Regions from separate parts of the Sus scrofa genome. Here all the other regions are linked to region 1. Evidence: chromatin contacts called from public HiChIP or PLAC-seq data. All regions are on one chromosome and are shown on one strand. Each heading gives the region's core, a stretch centred on a gene start, on an enhancer-like site or on the middle of the called end of the contact. The rest is flanking DNA. Distances are from core to core; before and after follow the strand shown. Region 1 overlaps LOC106509550 (a long non-coding RNA gene). Region 2 has its middle 72 kb from the start of CTXN3. Region 3 has its middle 93 kb from the start of CTXN3.

What was found. HiChIP or PLAC-seq counts read pairs in DNA pulled down with a chosen protein or histone mark.
Region 2: an H3K27ac HiChIP or PLAC-seq map of skeletal muscle shows a contact between it and region 1. The contact joins two enhancer-like sites. A contact is called at or near these places in 3 of 47 Hi-C or Micro-C datasets (embryonic fibroblasts and heart right ventricle) and 1 of 2 datasets of contacts at active chromatin or transcription factors (skeletal muscle).
Region 3: a contact with region 1 is called in an H3K27ac HiChIP or PLAC-seq map of skeletal muscle, with 4 times the contacts expected there. The contact joins two enhancer-like sites. A contact is called at or near these places in 7 of 47 Hi-C or Micro-C datasets (brain, embryonic fibroblasts, fetal heart ventricle and 2 more) and 1 of 2 datasets of contacts at active chromatin or transcription factors (skeletal muscle).

The regions. Positions count from the first base shown.
Region 1 is chr2:130,523,500-130,526,199 of Sscrofa11.1, forward strand. All of the region lies in intron 1 of LOC106509550 (a long non-coding RNA gene), which reads left to right. Among named protein-coding and RNA genes, the nearest start is that of CTXN3, 72 kb to the right of the region's middle. Within about 2 kb of position 1,367, at least 6 of the 83 cell types and tissues checked have an H3K27ac peak or open chromatin away from gene starts, as enhancers often do. A contact at or near this core is called in skeletal muscle, where this site is marked.
Region 2 is chr2:130,667,639-130,670,338 of Sscrofa11.1, forward strand. No RefSeq gene overlaps it. Among named protein-coding and RNA genes, the nearest start is that of CTXN3, 72 kb to the left of the region's middle. Within about 2 kb of position 1,388, at least 2 of the 83 cell types and tissues checked have an H3K27ac peak or open chromatin away from gene starts, as enhancers often do. A contact at or near this core is called in skeletal muscle, where this site is marked.
Region 3 is chr2:130,687,943-130,690,642 of Sscrofa11.1, forward strand. No RefSeq gene overlaps it. Among named protein-coding and RNA genes, the nearest start is that of CTXN3, 93 kb to the left of the region's middle. Within about 2 kb of position 1,364, at least 17 of the 83 cell types and tissues checked have an H3K27ac peak or open chromatin away from gene starts, as enhancers often do. A contact at or near this core is called in skeletal muscle, where this site is marked.

The DNA of each region.
Region 1 (2,700 bases), core at 117-2,616:
AGTGGGCGAGGCAAGGTGGGGTACAGAGGAAAGACAGGCTGGGAAGGCTCAGAGAAGGTCATTGGGAAGGACAGAGGCTTCTTTTCTCAGGACTGCTTAAGATACACCCTCCTCCCAGAGGCTAAGCCCTCCTGGGGGAGAAAGAGAAAATAACAGCCAAGAAAACTTTGCATGCAAATCACAGACAGAGAAGAAAGAATATGTATTTGTGTGTTACGTGTGGATGTTTGCGCATGTTTGTGTCAAAAAGAGAAAATATATACTGTGCCAATCACATTCGGGAGCAGCATCTTAGATATGACTGGATATGTGAAGTTACTCAGAGGACTCTGACATCTTAAAACAGTGCACTTCATAAACTGTCTTTGTTACTTGAAAAAAGAAATCTCGGTGCTCTCATCGTGGCTCAGTGGAAACGAACCCAACTAGTATCCATGAGGACGTGGGTTCCATCCCTGGCTTTACTCAGTGGGTTAAGGATCCATCATTGCCATGAGCTATGGCGCGGCTCAGATCTTGCATTGCTGTGGCTCTAGTGTAGGCTGGCAGCTGTAGCTCTGATTCAACTCCTAGCCTGGGAACTTCCATAGGTCACACCTGTGGCCCTAAAAAGCAAAAAAAAAAAAAAAAAAAAAAAAAAAGGAAAGAAAAAGAAAAAGAAATTTCTATGAAAGTGAATTCACAGGAATCATGATAGACTTTTTCAGCTTAAGCCAAGGGACAGCCTCCTTAGAGCTGCTGAATGGTACATAGGAAAGCTTGATATCAAAGTAGGTTCACAATAAACATTACTATCTTCCTCCTTTATTTCATCAAAAGGAATGATAGAAACAAAGGCAGGTAGGAGGGAGAAGAAATGGGGAAAGAGGGAAGGAATCTAAAGTTGGAGAGGAAGAATAGTTTCCCTCAAAAGACTAAATACAAAAGACTAAATACAAAAGACTAAATAATAAGACATGGATGAAATTCTGCATTTAAATAGAGATACTTGTGGACATTTCAGGCCGTTTTCCACAGCCCATCCTGTCAATTCCCTAGTATAGGAGGCTTTTTAAATCTTAGACTTTACAGCCAATTCACTCTGCTACACCGATTGCATAGCTTAAAAAGACATGACACCCCCTGCCCTGCCACCCCACTGGCCAGATTGGAGGTGTCTTTCTATGCTGCTTATCTCTGAGTGTTTGTTTTTAAAGGGAAAAGAAGTTTAGCAGCAGTTGTGAACTGTACCTTTAAAAACTAACCTTTGAAATCAGGCTGTGATCATCTTGACCTTCACTGGACCGTATGATTCTCTAGAAGTCCAGACGCGTGAATAGATCTCTTTGTGTGCTCAGCCCTCGTCCAAGCCAAGCCAGCCTGGGTTTTGTTTTGGCAAGTCCACGAGAACGCCACAGACAAGTCGGTTTTGATTTACAGATACCCGTAAGGAGATGTGATTCCTTTCCAGGAAAAGGGCACGGTGGCTAATTTGCTTTAATTTATATACACAGGGCTCTTTTAGCAGCTGGGACTGCAGTTGGGCTTGGTCAAAGTGGGTGCTTCGGCAGGAAGCATGGCTCCCAAATGCTCAGTGGGAGACTGTCCATCTGGAAAGACACAGAGGCCAGGAGGTGGCAGGTGAAAATGGACAGAGGGAGAATTCAGTGACAGAAACCTCAACATCTCACCGTAAAAGTTTCCAAATTGTATTTCTCTGGATCTGGTTTTCTTTGCTTTCGTTACTTCCTGTTTTTCAGGCACAGGTGGCACTTTTGCCTAGACACTGCTGACTGCTACGGTTTTTTCTGACATGTGGTTTTTGATTGGATTAAGATTTCTATAAAAACTAGGTTGATGTGGCCCAGACAGCATAGTGTCAATTTTCCACTTGTGTACGTGGTTCCTCTTCATGTCATAAGTGAAAGGTATAATGTCACCATCCCCAAAGCCCAACAACATGTATAGGGGCCCCAGAACTCTTTGGATACTTGAACTTCAGTAAGTTTAAGCAAAGAGAAAAATGGGCAGTATCCTTTGGATCGCTAGGACTCCCCTCTAATAGGAGGTCACTCAGCCGCTTTGGCCACAGGGCTAGAAAGGCGGAGCACGGCTGCCTCAGTTTCCAGGCTGGCTGGCTGGGCACGGATGACAATTTTGGCTTGGCCATGGGATGAACCTGCAAGCCCAGGGAAAAGTCTGTGCTGCTCAGAGGGGACCTTAAAGAAAAGCATCCGCTGCAGCTTTTCCAGCCCCCATTCTGCACATTTGTCCTTTGTTCCCTGACAACCCAGAGAGACAAAGGGACTTCTGTCCTTTGACGGGTTGGCCTCCCCTCCGTGGAGCCTTCTGCTCCCTCTCCTATTCTCCACTCCATTCAGACGGTTCCTGGGACCGGAAGGTGATAAAAGAAACACATTTCAAAGAGCGAAAACAAGCATCCAGGAAGGATCTTGCCATCAGGTTGAGACAAATGAAAAGCCCAGGCCTCTAGTTTCTCCATCTGAATCTGGAGCAGCTGAGGAAGAAACGGTGGCTCTGAGCAGCTGTCAGCAGGTGCTTCAGAGGTGGAAGCCTGGGGGCCAAGACACCTCCCTCTTGGCTCCGTCTCTGGTCTGGAAGACTCTAACCTCCCTCTGTCCCATGTCAGTTTCCTCTCCTGCTTGTTGACACTCTTACTTTCCCTCTTTCCTGTCTTTGCTTGTCAGTGTTTATCTTCTG
Region 2 (2,700 bases), core at 138-2,637, 140 kb after region 1:
TTCCAAAGGGCCAGTCCAGCTCCAGAGCTCCCCATGGGGTCAGCTCAGGCCCTGTTGCATTCCTGTTTCTTTCCTTCCTTTATAGCTATTACTCCCAAAAGCCATCTCCAAAAGCCCTTTGTAACTCTCAAGAGTTTTCATCCCAGGAATTCTAACCCACAGAATAACAAAATCAGAATAGGTCTAACAAGTGAATGAGGTGTTGTGAATGGAAATGCTTAAGAGATGCAAAACAACCATGGTGTGCCCCATTGAGGGTGAGACAACAGACATGAATAGAAACTGTCTTTAGGAGTTCTGGTTGTGGCTCAGCAGTAAGGAATCCAATTAGTATCCACAAGGATGCTTGTTTGATCCCTGGACTTGCCCAGTGGGTTAAGGATCCAGCGTTTCCGTGAGCTGTGGTGCAGGTCACAGATTCAGCTCTGATCCCACGTTGCTGTGGCTGTGGTGTAGACCAACGAGTGCAGCTCTGATTGGACCCCTGGCCTGGGAAGCTCCATATGCTGCAGGTGCAGCCCTAAAAAAGGCCAAAAAAAAAACCCCAAAAAACCCATCTTCATAATTTTGACAGCACTTCAGAGAAATCTTTCCTAATATAAGTGAGAGATTTAATGAGTATCTGTTTGCAAACTTTGAGGAAGTGAGATATATTTAATAGAGCACGGTAATGTTCATTTGTTCAGTCTAAAAAATTAGCTTTTTTCCACAAAACAAATTGTATAGAAACTGAAACTTTACTTCTAGGGATATCTGGTAGTTATCTAGATAGCATCTGACATCATTGTACCTGGGAGAGTAACATTATCTCCCCAGATGTTCGGAGGTGAGAGGTTAGTTGGAGACTCTACCATTGTTCAGCCTCTCATGTAACAACTTCCCTGTTGAGATCTTTCAGTAAATGAGGGGCTGACTCATATCATGCTCTCCTTTCTCCATCCCACCCTTGTCCCTTTACAGTCATCTCAAAGTTCACCCAGTTAAAGAGCCTAAATTCTATACAGAAACAACTCTAGCAGAGAGTCTAGGTCAAGCAGTATCTAGAAAGGGGATAATGATGGTATCATTGTAATTAGTGAGAAACTTATTTTTTCCTTTGGCTGTTATAAAAAATGGTCAAAACTTCATTAAAAGTTAGGAAGGTTATCAGGTGCAAGTGGCTAATGGCTTAATATTTTATTTATCTGAATAATTCATTTTTTCTCCACAACACCCACCCAAGGTTGGAGGCAGAGGAACTCTATTCATCACAGTTACTAGGGCACCCTCTGGATGGAAGCTTTGCCTGGGAGTGCATTTCTGCAATCCAGGCAGGCGGCCATGGAGGGAGGGGCTGACTGCATGGTGAGTGCTCCACCCGGAAGTCACACACTCCACTTTTGCTCTTCTGTCATCGGTCAAAGGACTCACACGGCCAAAAACAGCTTCAAGGACTGGGCAAGTAAATCACATCATGTGCCTCAGATAATTTTTAGAAACATTTTGATGGTCCAAAATTACAGCAATGTAAAACTAGATGTTAAAAAAAGAAAGTAAACCTAAGAAAAGAAAGGAAATGCTATAGACACAAAAGAAAACATCACCTCCAGGATTTATTATTTTAATAAGTTCTATTTAACTTGAGGACAGAGACCATAAAGAAAACCTTAGCTTTTTTCTTTTTCTTTTTTCTTTTTAATTCAGCTTTAATTTAGCACCACAGATGCAGCATATGGAGGTTCCCAGGCTAGGGTCGAAATGGAGTTACAGCTGCCAGCCTACACCACAGCCACAGCAATGCCAGATTTGAGCCATCAGGGATTGAACCTACATCCTCTTGGAGAGTAGTTGAGTTCATTTCCTCTGAGCCATACAGGAACTCCAGACCTTAGCATTTTAAAATAATGTTGGCCAAGGAGTTACTGTTATGGCTCAGTGGGTTAAGAACCCAACTTAGTGTCCATGGGGATGCAGGTTGATCCCCAGCCTCGCTCAATGGATTAAAGCTTTGGTGTGGCTGAGGTGAAGGCCAGCAGCTGAAGCTCTGATTTGACCCCTAGCCCAGGAACTTCCATATGCCACAGGAGTGGCCCTAAAAAGAAAATAAATAATAATAATTAAGGTTGGCCAAAGAACTAGGCAATGTCCTTCAGAAAAAAATGATCCTTCACAAGCAATTAGGCAAAACGACCGATTTCAACTTAACTTTCTCTGATAGAATAGATGTATAAGAAACAAAAAGTCCTGTTTTCACATGCAAATATGTTTTTCTTTCTTTGAAGGTCAAGAGGCAAAGAAATTTAGAAAACATGTGGCACTGAAATAGATTGTTTACAGATAGATTATTTTTCAGGATTTCCCCAAGAGGCATCAGTGGAGCAAAGGACCTCTAAAAACTGAAGAATTTGAGTGTTGGCGGATTTGTTTCATTAGATACCCATGACATTTTTTTTCCCTCTATTTGGCTTCTTCAAATGGCAAAAAGTTCCAAACAACGGGCATTATTTGGGGAAAGCATGGTAATTTGTGCTGTGTAGCTCTGTGCTAACACATTTTATTTTCTGGGAGGATGGAAATGTTGAGAAGTTTGTATGTAGAGAAGGAAGTTTTGAAATGTAAAAGGGGGCAGAAGTTAAACATACATATTTAACTATATAAAAGTTACACATATGAAGTCAAATCCAAGGGTTACTCTGAATTAATATTCCGTTAAATTCAAGT
Region 3 (2,700 bases), core at 114-2,613, 160 kb after region 1:
GACATGATCCAATTATCTATGTACATACCTATCCATTCTTTTTCAGATTCTTTTCCCATCTAGGCTCTTACAGAATATTGAGCAGAGTTCCCTGTGCTGTACAGGAGGTCTTTGTTAGTCATCTTTTCTGTAGTTGTGTGTATATGTCAATCCCAAACTCCCAATTAAAGCTTCTTTTAAATACTATCGATTTAGGGTTGATGGAACGCTAGCTAGCTTTCACTGGTAATCCAAATCATTTTGTCTATCCCGTAGCTGGGCCCTGGCCCGATGGGTTGGCCTGGTGGGCTAGAAACAAGTGGGGAGGGCAGAAGAAATAGCAGGGACAAAGATTTGTGCTGGGACTAGGAGTGGAAGCTCATGGCATTGTCAACCAATGGATCCTGCCTTTGAGAAGAGGATAAATGTCAACCTTATCTGAATTTTTGCCTCCTGGCTTTGTTTCTTAGTGATTCACATAGAACTAAGGCAAATAGATGCCTAGGGGTTCACCTACACTAAGCATCGATTGGTCCTGGGCCTCAGGTAACTTAAACTTAACCTTTCTAGGGTCCCTTCTAGCAAGGTCTCTGTTGGTTCACTATGAAAAAGAAGAAATGTAGACATAATGAGGAAATAAGAAGAGGGTGGTGCTTCCTCTCTGAGGTCACACAGATGACAGTTCTTTGTTGGCCTCTTCTAGCTAACATTCTTTATTTCTCTGCAGTTGTGTCACTAGGGTCAAAATAAGAGAATTGTGAAATCAAGATAATTTACATTTCAGGCTTTTAATCTGGGCTGTGCACAGCTCAAAGAAGTAAGTTTGCAGCACGTCAGCAAAGAAAGGGATGTAAGAATCCCACTCTTGTCCTGGATATTAATGGTAAGCAATTCAGGACATTGCTACATTTAGTTAAAGAAAACACTTGATTATATTTCCTGTAGGTTAAGATCAGTGGGAGAAAATGTCTGGAAATTAGGTAGTAGATAAAAGACTAGAAGGAGGAACAGAAAATAAGGAAAAGTGTTAAGAAGAAGAAAAAAGAAGAGGCAAAAGGTCTCAGAAGCTCATAATAAAGCAGTTTTTGCCTGTGTGCTGGCTTCTATCACCAGCACACACAGGACGGACAAAGAAAGGGGCTCTGATAGGCTGCGGTCTATGACCATACACATGCCAAGAGATCTCACAGCCTTGGGGCTAAGAAAGTGTCAGAAAACCCAGTTTCACAATGAAGCAAAGACCCAGAGGTGCCCCAGTGCAGAGGGGCTCAGCAGGCCAGTTCCTGACATACTTCCTCTGGCAACAGTGTTGGCTCCGTGTCTCTCATTCATCACTGGCTGCTGGTTCCTGGCTCCCAGCGGCAGGCCCAGGAGAGCTCAGGCTTTGTTTCTGCTCCACCACTTACTTGCTTTATGACCTTGGCCCGTTCCCTTGGTCGCTCCCAGTCACAGCTGTCTTACGCACACTCAAGGGGGCAAACACATTATTGCGAGGACTGAATGACATAAGTGTATCTGGCTCTCAGTTAGGGTCTCCGTAAATGTTAATTTATCTCAATTCCTGCTAGTGGTCATAAAAGAACTATGTGAATCTCTGAGTCTTGTGTCATGGGCTAGGGTGTGTGTCTGCATTATTTGCATAAGTTTCCTTTTTTATTGGTCTCTCTCAAAGTGGTTGAAAGACAACCACATCACAACAGAGTGGTTACTCATCATCTCAGAGACTTTCAACCAGGAGCGGCCCCCCTCCCCAGCCCCCTTGTCCGATCTGGTTTTTCCACTACCTCGCTGTCTCTCCTATTCTTTCTCAGCTCCTCCTTTGGTAAAGGGACTTTAGTACTTTGACCTTCTTTCTTTCCACTTCATCTTTTAAGTCTTCTGTCTGTTTCTGCTCATTCTCTGATTTTGCCCAGGCTGAGAGCTGAATGGGCAGTGCTGATATATGACCTTTTCAGCGTTTTGCCAGGGTCAGGGGCAACTGGGGAGTGAGAGGAGTCTATGATCACTTTCTCACCAAGGAGGTGAATCCAAGAATGACCATGTAGTCAGAATTTGCTTCATGCATCTTCTGGATACTCTACCTAGCAAAATATTGGTTGCATACTACGTGGGGCATAAACACTAGCCAGGAAAGAGATGTCATGATTTAAAGTAAGAGCTGGGAGGTAGGAACCTTGGTGGGGAACTCGAATTTTTTTTTTTTTTCCTAACCATTGTTTTTCCCAAGTAGGGATAAAACATAGATATGACACAGCAAGAAGGAATTTAAATAAATTATAAATAAATAAATAAATTCACAAAGAGGAATTTATTGGTGATATTCAAAATATGAAGACATTTCAATGGAGGATAATATGGTAGTTTTGTTTCCCAACTTTTCATGAAAGCACATGGGAGCCTTTTTCTTACTTCTTAGTAGTAGCTCAGGTGTCAGCTGACGTAGTTTTCCAGATGAGAGAGATACTTCCAAAAGCCCCACATAAAACTAGTAACAGGGGCTCCTCATATTCTCGTTCTTTACTGAATCTGACCAATTATGTTACAGTCAAAGACAATTCCTTTCCCTTTCTTTTTCCCTTGGGATCTCCCTAAGATCCTCCTTCATTTTAAAGAAAAATATAATGAGACAAAGCGTGAAAGGGGGTGCAGTAGGGGATGTTATTTAAGTTCACATCCTACAGGAATGCAGGTACAATGCCAGCCCTCTGCAGTGTATTGCCA